Regions from separate parts of the Zea mays genome. Here region 1 is linked to region 2. A link is a contact called in public Hi-C data. All regions are on one chromosome and are shown on one strand. Each heading gives the region's core, a stretch centred on a gene start, on an enhancer-like site or on the middle of the called end of the contact. The rest is flanking DNA. Distances are from core to core; before and after follow the strand shown. Region 1 holds the start of LOC103651663 (glutamate-rich WD repeat-containing protein 1). Region 2 holds the start of LOC103651661.

What was found. A called contact is a pair of places that touch in the nucleus more often than the background predicts.
Region 1: a contact with region 2 is called in a Hi-C map of ear, with 2.3 times the contacts expected there. The contact joins the promoter of LOC103651663 here to the promoter of LOC103651661 in region 2. A contact is called at or near these places in 2 of 25 Hi-C or Micro-C datasets (ear and leaf).

The regions. Positions count from the first base shown.
Region 1 is chr3:235,695,456-235,702,665 of Zm-B73-REFERENCE-NAM-5.0, reverse strand. LOC103651663 (glutamate-rich WD repeat-containing protein 1) reads right to left here and starts at 5,488. Exons shown (of 13, transcript XM_008677352.4): 1 at 5,223-5,488; 2 at 5,043-5,096; 3 at 4,760-4,866; 4 at 4,577-4,655; 5 at 3,677-3,850; 6 at 3,459-3,557; 7 at 3,073-3,241; 8 at 2,788-2,891; 9 at 2,565-2,704; 10 at 2,403-2,475; 11 at 1,815-1,924; 12 at 1,589-1,706; 13 at 1,048-1,459. The coding sequence starts at 5,276. The coding sequence ends at 1,304. It overlaps LOC100281727, which reads left to right. Exons shown (of 15, transcript NM_001154647.3): 15 at 50-524. The coding sequence ends at 127.
Region 2 is chr3:235,515,675-235,522,119 of Zm-B73-REFERENCE-NAM-5.0, reverse strand. LOC103651661 reads right to left here and starts at 4,550. Exons shown (of 4, transcript XM_008677350.2): 1 at 3,756-4,550; 2 at 3,270-3,411; 3 at 3,129-3,196; 4 at 2,667-2,915. The coding sequence starts at 3,920. The coding sequence ends at 2,904. LOC111591236 (small nucleolar RNA snoR53Y) reads left to right here and starts at 5,771; the gene lies at 5,771-5,846. It overlaps LOC103651662, which reads left to right. Exons shown (of 2, transcript XM_008677351.3): 1 at 1-117; 2 at 683-2,193. The coding sequence starts at 27. The coding sequence ends at 1,818.

The sequences.
Region 1 (7,210 bases), core at 4,239-6,738, 180 kb before region 2:
AATATCTACTGTTACTACTCAATGTGTAAATAACTGGTATTTACTGCAGTTCTACAAGAACCTTTCCAAGACCTTAAAGGACGTTGTCTGGAAATCTGAAGACCTGCAAATGCGAGCTGCTTCTTAGCATCCACTAGATGGCGAGATGTTCGTACGTGTCAGATTCCATTCCCGTAGCATGATGTGTCGTCAGCCGTTTCTGTTCACTGCACTCTGCATGGTCCGGTGGGCGCGTGGCTTGGCATTTTCAGAGACCGCGTTGCTCGTTGCAGCCCGGGATGAAGGCGATGCAGTAGGTTTTGTGGATGTGGTGAGCTCTGTATATGCCTATTGATGAGTCATGTTGCAAGCTGTAACGACACTATGATCCGTGAAGTGTAGAAGCAGCCAAGTATGTTCTTTCTATGCTGCCCCATTTCCCGGCAGTTTCCATGCATTTTGAAGAAAAAAATAGTGGCTAACTCATTGATATTTGTATTTGGTCATCATTAATAAATCGCCTCTCCATCTGTGCATGACCCCTCTATCGTTGTAAGATTTTTTTACAATCCTCATCTTTCTAAGGTTCTGTTTTTTTACCAGATTATATAATTCAGCTCAAATAAATTAAGAGACAAACAAACAACATAGATTATCAAATGAATTATATAATTTAGATACCTAGATTATGATAATCTATAAGCAAGTTATTAGAATAATGCATAAGTGTTCATATAATTTATAAGTTGGATTATATATAATCTTATAAGGAGCAAACAGAGGCTAAGTTTGCATACAAATCTTAGCCCGCATGAGCATGATGCTAGCCGGTGGGTATGCTATGATGACTTTTGGTAGTGTTGGCGCTGGCGCCAACTGATTTCAGCACTTTCTCAAGGTTTTTTTTTTTTGCAAATGAGCTTAAAATTAGATAAAGAATATATCTACTTTGACTCAACAAGCTCTTCGCAATGCCGCGTTTTATTTTAGCATTTGAGATTGTTTTGCAACAGTGAATATTTAAACCCTGTAAATTGGAAGCCTTAAGCTCCCCCCTGTACGCTGTTCTTAAATGCTTAAATGCAACGAAAACATCGGTTGATAATTTGACATATGATGGGGCCCACAACCATCAAAGATGCTGGTAAAACTAAAAAAAGCATGCACATATTAAATCCTAATCATATTATCATAGAACGCCAGCCAATCAAAATTTTCCCATCATGCTCCAACACGACAGCATAGCACTGTCGACACATGACAAATGGCAACTACACTCACCACCGCATGAACCTGGAATCATGAGCTACCAGAAACACCTAACCTATGGCTCAGCAGGCGGCATTGCTGTATCTGTGCTGCCAGGAATGGTTGTATCGATGTTGCTAGGCATCAACACGTTGAAGCCGTCGATTGCCGTCGATATGATCATCGACGGTATCTGTGGGTGCCAGTGCACTTCTTTCAAGTCTCTCTGACCCTGCTCACACCAAACAGTCAGCATCATGTGGTCCACTCTTCACAGTTTACAAGCAACACAATTGTGCAAGAAAAATGATACAGCCAAAAAAGATGAAAGCCATTCCAATGCCAACATATGGAGTACTACCTGATGAGCAAAGAGAAGCTGAGGCGGCAAATCGTCAGGGGCGTTTGCCTGCTCTTTCATCTTCGCTCTGAACTCAGCCTCCTCCTCGGTGTCCCGTTCCAATGAAAGGTCCCAGATTCTAAACCCAGCCAAATTCAGGAGAAGCGTCAGCAAATACTAGACATGACGTTTCAGTGCACATCTAAAACATGCATGGGAGATGGTAAAGAGTGAGTGAGTGAGTTACGTGAGCTGGTGGTCTTCAGATGTTACAGCTAATGATGATGCTTCGTGTGGGCTCCACTCGATGGATGTAATTGCTTTCTTGTGGTACTCAAAATGTGCTACCAACGAGTCCTGGCAGTATGACAGAAAGAACAGAAAAAAGATTCACGTGATGATATACTACGGAAGTACAAAACCAAAAGTACGATCAGCAGGATGAATTGCCGAACACGTCAACGTAATCTGGGGATTACAACAAGGGCATTAGGGTGGAAGCCAGCTGCAATGATTTTGTGCACGGTGCACCGCTTACATACTAACAGTAACCAAACAATATCTACAGTAGGATATGTCTAACTTCAAAATATAGTAGCAAAAGCATAGTTTGTCTTTTTTTAAAAAAAAAAATATGAGATGGCTTTAGCCATTTACTAATAGCTTAAGAACACCCAGTCATGGGTAATTCTTCCCATATATAACAGTCAAATAGAAACCCAACTTGAAATTAATTATAAAAGCACAAATTCGCGGAAATGCCATAAGTTGGCTACATCCCTGAAACTCAGAACTCAGAAGCATAGGAAATTGAGATTTATCAGGAAAGAAATACCTGAATTGATCTAAGATCATGAACTGAGAAACTGCCATCGTCGCACCCAGAAGCTATCATGCAGCTAGCAAGCCTGACAATGCAGGTCAAAACGCGTGTAAAATATTATGCAGCAGAGGTTATAGTACTACTAAAATCAATAAAGTTTCCCACTCGACACACCTGTTCCATGAGATAACATTCACATCTGCTTTATGAGCTTTGACAGAAATAGAAGGTTTCTTCCCTGTACGTACATCCCATATTGATATCGTACCATCCACAGAACACGAGGCAAATATGTCGGCTTCCGTGGGACTCCACTGCAAGGATATAGTGATTAAAGTTGAGACAATCACATTCAACGAAACATATGAATAGGTAGATACATCATCCAGTGGCATGCCTGTAGATCTTCAACACTAGCAGTGTGTCCAACAAATGGGTTTGCATCTACGTTCCAGTTATTTGAAGTCGGTTCCCATAGGTGAATGCACTTATTGCAGTCACCTGCATAGAAAAGGCATTAATCCATGTGGAATTGAGAATGTCCATATACCAAATTAAATGGTATTGATGATTTATTTTGGATATGAAACAGAGGGAACTACATGAATTCTCTACTATGGAAATATTTTAAACATCATAGCAGATGACAAACATTGTGAAATGGACAAGATCCGATACAAACCAGAAACAAGTCTTCCAGTAACAAGTGGACTCCAATCAATGGCATATCCCTCATCTTTATGGCCACTAAAAACTTTCATGGGTAAGTGTTTGTGGATTATATCGTCTTCTTTGGGTGCAGATGCCCCTGACTCTGCTAAAGAATTAAGGAAGGAGCTCAAGTCCCACACCTGCATATTTCGCAATCAGAGAACAGTTAGCAATGCACACAACATGGTGCATTCTGTTTCTGGACAAAGATTTTCAATAAGGAAATAGAATAATGCATATAAGATCCATTCTTTTACTAGGCAACTAGAAAAGGAAAAATGATGTACAAGGTAAATGTACAGGTTTAGGCAACCAACGATCACATAAAATGAAAAAGAAATCTGAGGTCTGAATCACCTGAACATGACCAGTATCTCCCCAAGTAGCACATATATGTGGCTTTTGAGTCATTGAGCGTATCCGATTTACACACCCCGCATGAGCCACCTTTTTTAGCTGGTACATTGAAATATAGCAACAGAAAACATCACTACATCAACATAGCTTGCTGACATTGAAAAAAAAAGTTTTTTGTGGCTAAGTCTCGAGTTGTGATTTCGGTAATAAAAACGTACATGTAGGATGGGCTTTGTATCCTCGTTAATTTCTTCATCTTCTTCATCACTGCTGCTGTCACTATCCACATCAGTGTCACCATCAACTGCTGAAGCTGGTATAGGTTCCCGCTTTTTCCCATTTATGTTAGAAAGCTTGAAAACACCGATATAATTCAATGAAGCTTTCTCCGCCTGAACAACATGAGTTTCACTCTTTGACTCAGGCAAACTAGAGTACACTCTCCAAAATGATTATTTACAATTCCACCAAATATTATGTTATTCGTTTAGGCTGAAATGTCAACAGAGTAAGATTGGTACACAATGTTTTCAAGCCGTCCGATTAATCGCGATTAATCATCGTTTTGGACCAATCGCGATTAATCGCCAAGTAGTCCGACTAATCGAGATTAAACGAGGGAGAGAGAGAGAGGGAGGGAGGGAGAAACTAAATTTTATTGTCAGAAATGAATTTTATTGTCAGAAATGATATTTACAATTACACCATATCTTATGCCATTCCTTTGAGCTGAAATGTCCAGAAAGAGTAAGGTTGATACATCAAACAAAGTTGTCGCATTTATGCTTGTATTAATCTTTACCAAATTCACTCACTTGCAATCCATCACAATTTCTGGCAACAGGAATGATATAAATGCAAGCGAGAGCTCACAAAACGTTTTTGGCATGGCTTTTCTGAGCTTAAAATCAGCAATGGTGCGCTTTTTTAATCCAAAACACATAAACAGGAACAGCAGTACAAAATCAATTCCTGTACAGGTTCTAATTTAGATAACAAAAGGCATTAAAGAACTATGTGATAGACATCAAAAGCAATTCAACTTTCAATAGTAACAATAGTTAGTTTTTGCAAAAAAAACAATGCCTAGATTTTGAAGGTGTAAAGACTAGCGCAACCTGCGTCCCAGCAACACCATATAATGTATGAGGGAACTCTGATCGGACGAGTCTAAGTTGATCGCGCACAACATCAAAACTGCAACAGAAGGTTTTAGTAATTGAAAACAGATCATATATTGTCCTAACTCCTGAAATAAGCACCAAAAAGAGGTGGGAAAGCCCTATGAAGATAAACAATACCTCAAGCAAGACCAGCCAATGCCAAAACCTCGGAGATAATTATAAGCCTCAGGATCAAACTGAAGCTCCTCCCCATCTTCCAGTGCATCTACACCCGGTTGCCAGACCTAAAATAAAGAACTAACCGCTTCATTATAGTTCACACACCGAAACAGTATGCACCATCTACAAAAGGGACAGTCCGAAAACTCTAAGCAGAAAAGGAGATTCATTTAAACGCAACTTTATAAGTAAACGCCACTATCTCGTCTGTACGAATGGGAAAACTTAAATCCTTCCTCACCTTAGCCGGACCAGAGGCAACCGCATGATTGGACGATGAAGACGCTTCAGTTTTCTGCAGCACAGAAATACAGAAGAATGAATTGAGCCAAAGAACATGCTGAAGAGATCAGGAAAAACATGAAACAGCAGCAATCAGAGCTCCAGCAATAATCCTATCACTATCTATCAGGTAAGGTACCTTCTTAGACTTCTTGGGTTTCGCTTTCCTGGCCTTCTTGATGGTGCGACCCATGAAGGAAACAAATCTACCGAATTCCGCAAAATAGGGCGGCCGGAGCTGCGACTGCGAGCGCGAGGGAGCGGGGAAGAGACGGCGGAGGTCAGGAACTCGTTGTTGGCGGCGGCCGTGGACAAGCGCCCAAACCCCACTGTTTCGGCAGAAAGCTTCGCGTTCCCTCCATTAAGACGGGCCAGAAGGCTCAGGTGGGCTGGGAGGACGTTTCTGGCCTGCAAACCACTCCCGGCTCAAGAAACCTTTTTCTAGAGCATTCCAGCCCATAATGAGGAACTATAGTCGCACCATTTTTTCCATAAAAACAAGATTAGAATGATTCCTAAAAATATAAGGCATTGAAGAGAAAATCCATTGTCTGATTTTTTTTTCTAGAGCACATTTTTCTAGAGCATTCCAACCTGCAGGCTCTTGAAGAGAAAATCCATTGTCTGATTTTTTTTACCAATGTACAGTTTCAAACAGGGCAGCGAAAATTTCCACTTTAGACCGCATCCAGCAGCTCGCACATGTGCATGTTGATAAATATGTGTTGAGCACCATTTTGAGTCTGGCGGACGGTCCGGCCCTGAGGCCGGACGGTCCGCGGTCCGGACAGTCCGCGTCTGTGGGCCGGACGGTCCGCGCATGCGCAGAGCAGTTTAGGGTTCCGAGTTTTGTGCTATGTTTGTTGGCTAGATTTGCGGAATTAGCTCGGAATCCAGTCGTGTAAAGGGTCCAGCCCCCCTCCTCTATAAAAAGAGAGGTCTACGGCCGATTTGTAATCATCATCAATCGAATCAAACACTTCTATTTCGCATTTTATCCTAGGAGTAGTTCTAGTCTAGTTTAGGTTTAGCCTCTCAATCCCCAAATTCTCCGCCTCTCCTCGACTCTACGTCGATTAGAGGAGTCTAGGTCGGCCTGCCCGAGCCTAGACAACTCCTAAGATCTCTCCTCCCCGACGGGGTCCCTCCCGGGAGCGAGATCCAGGCGCCGCCGGTGATCTTCCGCCGCCCCTGCGCACGCGCGGACCGTCCGGCTGTCAGGCAGGGAACCCGAGCTCCTGCACCAGGTCGCGGACCGTCCGGCCCTGTGCCGCGGACCGTCCGCGCCTGACCAGAGAGCGCCGCCGCCAGTTCTTCTTGAGTATTTGGCGCTCCGAAAAAGCGTCAATATACTTTTTGGCGACTCCGCTGGGGAAGACAAATACAGAGTCATCAAATCGGCCCTCAATGGCCGGTTCAAGGGATAGCTCTGATATTTCCCCAAGCAATATCATAGAGCCGACTTGGGACACATTGCCGGCTGACGAACAACTCCAATTTGAGGAGCACAAGGAGCAGATGATTCAGGAGGCAAAAGCGAGGTTCTTGGCCAACTTCAAAGTGGACAGGAACAACAAAGTCGTCCGACATCGGGCGACAGATCCGGCTTCACTGCGACCCACGCCAGACATCCCCAATGTAAGTAATACAAACGAGCTGCAATCTCTTAAGAATTATGTAGATGAACAGCGTGAACAAATGCAAAACATCATAGGGGATATGCAAAACGACTATAGGAGATTAGCGCGTGCATTTGACAAATCTAGCATTGCAAATTTTCCATCACACGAGGTAGAATTAGGGGGTAACACGCGTAATACATCGGCTGTAGGTTGTCACGACCAGTCACAACCCCTTTATGGGATGCCGATGGACACGTACCCTGAGCAACCGCAAATCGGCAGCAAAAACAGCCGATCTGCACATGTCCGGACCGTCCGCACGTGAGCGCGGACAGTCCGGGCCAGCCACGGTCGGGCCCATTTTTAATGAAGTACCCAGACATGCACCCGAGCCACCACATATGACACAGAACCCAAACTACCCAGTCGGACGGTCCGCATACAACTACGGACGGTCCGCATATAACCACGGACGGTCCGGGTACGTATCCGTACAGTCCGCGCA
Region 2 (6,445 bases), core at 3,301-5,800:
GCTTCCCCTCTTGGTCCTCGCTCGCAATGGCGGATTGGAATCGACCGTGGGACGTGAATGCACATTGTGATCGCTCCGGCAGCGACCGGCGGCCTCCTCTGCCTCGGCCTGATAGCAGTACGGACGAGCTCCCCTCTTACTCCATTGCGATGCTACCAATTCGTGGTATTTTGGTTGCGATCGGATTTGAACTTGCTCCATGTCTAGATCTGGTCCTTGTTCTTTGTTTATCATATGGTTTGGATACTGATTCAATCAAGCTTAGGATCAAAGTTGAATTTGCCCTGTTGCTGTAGGCTTCCTCATGTACATGGACTGTTCTTTCCACTACGTCATGATATGATCTTTGCATGATTACCACATCTATTGGGTATAGACATTTTTTTTTTGTGGGGGGGTACGAATTGGGAGGACACTGCAATTGTGGGATAGCAGTGTTGTGCCAGTACAAGTGGGGATTCAAAACATCTATTTTGTAGGATCATGGATGATTGCAACAAATTTTTTTTATCTCTAGGATCTATTTTTAAATTTTACAATACTAATCAATCTAACTATAAGATAATTCTATTTATGTTCTTCCAGATCGCTGAATGCATTGCATCATGGAAATCTCTTGTCTTTCTGCATTGTTGTGCTGGTACCATGAATTATGATACCCATTTTTTCCCCATATGTGCAGGAGACAATTACTACCCAGTCCCATTATGGGAAAGAAAATTCTGCCGCAACGCTTACGGCATCCCTTGGAAGAAGTTCTGCGAAAAGAAGCAATTTATTGAATTATACAAAAACGTCATGGACTGGGACGATTCAGGAGCTTTGGAAAATTTTGAGGCTGCAAAGGAGAGGTTCAGGGCAAAGTATCATGGGGAACCTTTCGAGGATCCTTTGCTAGACCCTGATATGTACATCGACGAGATCGACCACCTATGCGAAGTCGACCCAGAGTTGGTAGCTGACCTGGATAAGGTACCTGACGTGGATAAGGTACTTGAGCAACAATTGGTAGCCAACTTGGGTTGTGAAGAGCCGGTTGCTGATCTGGTACCCATGGGTCACGGAGAACTGGGTGCCATTCCGACACCCACAGGTTGGGGAGAAGAGGATGCCATTCCGACACCCACAGGTTGGGGAGAAGAGGATGCCAATCTGGCACCCGTAGGTTGGGGAGAACCGGTTGCCAATGTGGCAGCCATTGGATGGGGAGAATCGGCCAGCCTGACACCTGATACTGCTTGGGAGGGCCGCAACTCTGGATGGAACTCTCCTCTGGATCAGCCGCAATGCACACCAAGCAACTGGAACGATAACTCCTATGGCGATAGATCATCCAACAATTGGTACCAGCAGGAAGTGGATCCGAGCCACATGCCATTTGGGACTAGAAGGAATTTGAATGGCGGCGGCCGCGGCAGTAGTTGCAGGAACTCGAACGGTGGCGTTGGCAACAGGAACAATAACCTCTATGGAGGTAGATCATCCAACACTCGGTACCAACAGGAGGTGGATCCGGGCCGCAACTCATCTGGGACTAGAAGGAAGCTGAATGGCGGTAGTGGCAACAGAAACAATAACTTCTATGGAGGTGGATCATCCAACAATAGGTACCAACAGGAGGTGGATCCGGGCCGCATGTCTCCTGGGGCTGGGAGGAAGCAGAATGGCGGTGGCCGTGGCTGCGGCCGCAGTGGCAGTAAGTGGAATGGTGGTGGTGGCAGCGGCTGGCAGCAGGGCCAGAGAGGAAGAAGGACCAGGGAGATGGAGTGGCGTCCGGTGCAGCACAAGAGGGATCCCCAAGATGACCCTGCCGCTTGATCTCGCCCGTCGTCTGTGCAGCCAGCCAGGGTTGCTCTTTTGCTTCGCTCTCTAGTATAATTAACTAGAACTAGTGATTGTAGTCTGTAGAGTCTCTATTAGGGTTCTCTTTTGTACTAACTACTAGAAAAAATAGCGCCCTATCGTGCGCCGTAGCAGTCTAAAATATATTGTAAGAAAGGTACTCCCTCCGTTTCTTTTTAGTTGTCGCTGGATAGTTCAATTTTACACTATCCAGCGACAACTAAAACGAAACGGAAGGAGTAACTTATATGTTGGCCCTTCTAATAAGAAGGATCGTATCACTGGAGTAGTGCCACATGTTATTATTAGTGGTTTATCTATCCTTTAATATGATGCAATTCTTTTTTTGGATCGTGATCTTGAAAAAAGGCACAAAAATTGGAACTGATGTTGTGTACTTTTGAACAAATCTCAAGTCTAAATAGCAACTTCCATAAAGGCGATATATTCATGTTTAGAGATGCCCAAAACGAAATCTAACACTGCACATTAGTACATTACTATTTCACTGCAAGTCTAGTGCTTCCCCGATGCATTATCTAGGTACACTTATATATTGTAGGAAAATAAGAAAAATGTAGACTGAAAAAGCATAAAGAAGCCCTTAGAAAAGCATATTAGAGGATGTTTTACATGGATAAACCTAAGTGGTGTTTATTTCAAAACTGCTGGACCTTATGTATCATTTATGAATGCGAGCATGTAGATTCTTCTGATCAAGTTTGACACATGTTGGCAAATCTGATTATCTAAAAAATGGGATACAACCCTATGCATGTATTTATAGATGACAGAAGTTGTGTACTGAAAATGAAGTCCAAAGATTTTAAAACTCATCGTATTCTCCTTTTCCATTTAAAAATCATCAGGCGAACACCCATCTTAATATCAAAGTTACAGAATTAGTTATGAGCTTGTATTTAGACATAATTTCCTAGGAAAAAAAACCAATACTATCAATGTTAATGCACTGAAAAAATAAAGAGAGAAAAATTGGGGGAAAACTACAGTTCATATTTGTACCCCAACAGATGACTGAATTCCATGAAGCACTCATGGCTTCAGTGCGATTTCTAAAATTTAAAAAGATATTTTTTGGTTTTGCTTCATCTGAGAGGAAACAACTTCACAGCTTGGTGCAGGAAAAGGTAATTTACAGCCTGTAACCAGCAATAAGCAATGATTCAGTTTAAATCAGTTTGAGATATTAAATAAAATTCATAAGTCCAGATTGATAAATGGATATGATTAAATGAAACAGAGAGAGCAAATACAGAAATAATTACCTTGAGAACTAAGAGATCATTATCCAAGTTAGCTCCCAAGTCACGGTGGTACTCCCATCTACATAAACCTGCATAACAAAGCTTCCTGAGCATGTAACACGGTAACACCACATCGCAGGAATTGTGTGGAGCAGAAGCCACCTTGTAGATTAGGATCTTGAGCAGCCCAAGTGCGCCATCTAGGCTGCAATCGGTCCACTACATGAGGAAGAGGAAGAAGTGGGCGTCGGGGTTGTACATCTAGAGATAGACCCCGTCGTAGTCCCTCGAGAAATCTGCTGCCCTGTGGAGTTTTTTGAGCGAGCAGTCAGCATGAGGGCCAGTCCACTAGTGTCAGGGAGCAGGTGTGCTCGTCTGCTCGACCATCGAGCGTCGGTGCCCATCATGCGTGCGGCATGAGCATGAAACGAGTCACAAGACTTGACATCAGAACTCAATCAAATCGCCGCTGTAACATACCCACCCACTGGAGCAACTTTATTTTGCTCCGGTTTGGGCCAGGAATCGGGCGGAGCCATTCCTTAGGCGGCATGGGGCGGTGTGTAGATCAAACTGCGGTAGGCGGCAGCTGCTGCAAGCGTGAAATCGAGGCGGCTGCGACGAAAACGGGGGAGCAAAGGCACTCACAGGGTGTTGGCGTGTTGGATGTCGGCCTCGAGCACCTTGAGCGAGTCCTTGAACGACTTGCGCATATGGAGGAGACGACCATCTCCTTCTCTTCCTCCTCCTCGCCGTGGCGTCCAGCTCCGTGTGGCTCCTCGTGCCCACAACCACCCACGCTTGAGTCTCCATCTATCGCCAAAACCACACCCACACCATGGAACCCAGCCGAAGCCTAGCTCCGTTCCACTTCACCACTGCTTGCCTCGCCTCCCTGCTTCCCCCACCTTTGCTTCTTGTTTGCTCCCTGCCCTCTGTTTGTATTGTATGAGGAGGAAGGCGACGGGGTGGGGAGCGAGAGCGACCCACCTACGCGCGGCCATGGAGGCGAGCCCGGTGGAGGGCAGCGCTTGCGGCTGCGTCGAGGGAAGAATAGGGTGGCGACAAGTGGAGGAAGAAGGCGGGGCAAGGTGGCGGTGCCACCGGCGACAGTGTGACCGGTCTGCGTGCGACGGTGCCAGTGAGAGGCGGCGGCGCACGGTTCTTGTTGGCGAAGGACATGGCAGCTTGTTGCCGTCGACGAGGAGACTGTGTCAGGGAGCACAACCACGTGGAGGAGGATGGAGGAGGCGGAGAGGCGCGGGGTCGAGGCATCGTAGCAGGAGCAGGAGCTGACTTTCCCTGCGCTGCGGCACAGATAGGACACAGTCGACGGTGAGACGAGCAGAGGGATGGTGGCAGTGAAGAGATCGAAGTGGGCGACTAGGCGTCGTGTTCGTGTGGCCACCGTCGAGGGCAAGGCTAGAAAGTTCGCGTCCGTGAGCCAAGACTCGAGTGAACGCGTGCACTGGTTTCAACACTGGTTCCCAACGATGGCTTCGTGAGGAGAGACACGCGTCAGCTCGTGATCGGCGCCGAAGTCGTGAAACGCGGGGAGAGCTGCAAAGGGAGTCAAGTTTTAATAAAGAAGATTTGCTCTAGTAAAAGAAGAGGAAATCATGGAAAAGTGTTGCATCTCAATCTCAATTTACTCTGATCTGTTGGTACAATACATACAAAATTCTGTACAATCCTCTTTCAATCACAAAAGGTAAAATGCCCCAAGTAATGGGTGCTGAAATTGCTCTTGTTGTTTGGCAGGTTTAAGGATGTAAATGGTCGGTAAAATCCGGTAAATTTCCGGTACCGTTTACCGGATTTTTCCGGTCTTTTCAGTTTTTTTCGGGATATACGGAAAACGGGATATGTTATTACAAAAACAGTACGATAAACGGTGAAACATATTTACCTTCCGTTTTCGGATTTCTCGGGAAAATCCGTATTTTAACCGTATTTTCCCGGTCCACAAAATTACCAAGGAGGCAAGAACTATACCTATTAGGGTTTAGGGTTTCAGATGTCATAGAAGATATATGGAGTGATCCAGACAACATGCCACATGATTTCTAGTTTATGTATCGTGTGTTTAAGACTTATATACTATGTGGTTAAAACTTCAGTGAACATGTATGATCATTTATGTGCGGTCATGACTATGTATTGTGTATTTGTGTGGTTGAGACTTGTATGTGGATGTGAATGAACAATCGTGTTTTAAGACTAATGTGTTATTGTGTGTTAAAATTTAAGAGTGGATATGTATGAGTGTATGACCAATTATATGTGGACAAGATTGTGTTTTGTGTACTTTTGTGAATGAGACTTGTATGTGGATATGAATGAACAACTGTGTGGTTAGGATTTGTTTATTGTGAGCTTTTCCGATTACAGTTATCGTTTCCCGATCAATTTCGAGCTATTTTGCTCGGATTTATCTGTTTTCGATATACCGAAATTTATCGGTTGTTATCCGTTTTCGACTTTCCCGTTTACCGATTCCGACCGAACAAAAAATTATGCGTGAGAAAACGGTTAGAGGTTTTTTCCGACCATGTACCGACCGTTTTCACCCTTAGGCAGGTTTATGTTTCAGATACATCACCAAAGCATGGATTTAAACTGTGTCTTAAACTATATGAATGGGTTATTTGGTTTCTTCTCCTGTTCCCAGTGATGGTATACATTAACCATGCTAATACTGATGTCCTTTGACTAGTAAAACAATGTGTTAAGGAAATAGTATGTGGTGATTATAATCTTCCTATCTAGCTCATTATGAGACTTCCTGTGGCCTGTCATGATATCACTTCTTTCTGTGGGTTATCTTGGATTAAAAAAATCCTTTCCATCTGAGCATATCTATGGTTTTATTTTGTTGTTTATCTTTTCAATAAGGTTGTGTTGCAGCTTATTTTGTTGACTGACTTTTGTATTGATGATACTCTTTTTACCCAGCTCATTATGAGACTTCCCTTTGTGGGTTGTCATGATAAGTGTTGTTCCTTTGTATTTGAGCTCGTTGAAGAATATTTTTTGGGGTGCTTTGGCTATTAGTACTTTTCTTATCAATCTGCTCCAGGTCTTATTGCATTGTCAGTAAGTGTTTTCTTCTTCATGCAACAAGCCTCAAGTGAGTACCACTTGTTCATCTCTTAAGATTTGTTTCAGTTTCATAATTTTGAATTTCCTTTCATGTGCATTGATTAGTGCTACAAATAGAATCCATGAATATCTTCATCTTAATTTAATTCAAAGTAGTTTCTTCGAGTTCATTTTTTCTACATAATAATCAGTAAACTTTACTTGTGCTGTTTCTCTCTTCTTTGACATGTGAAATG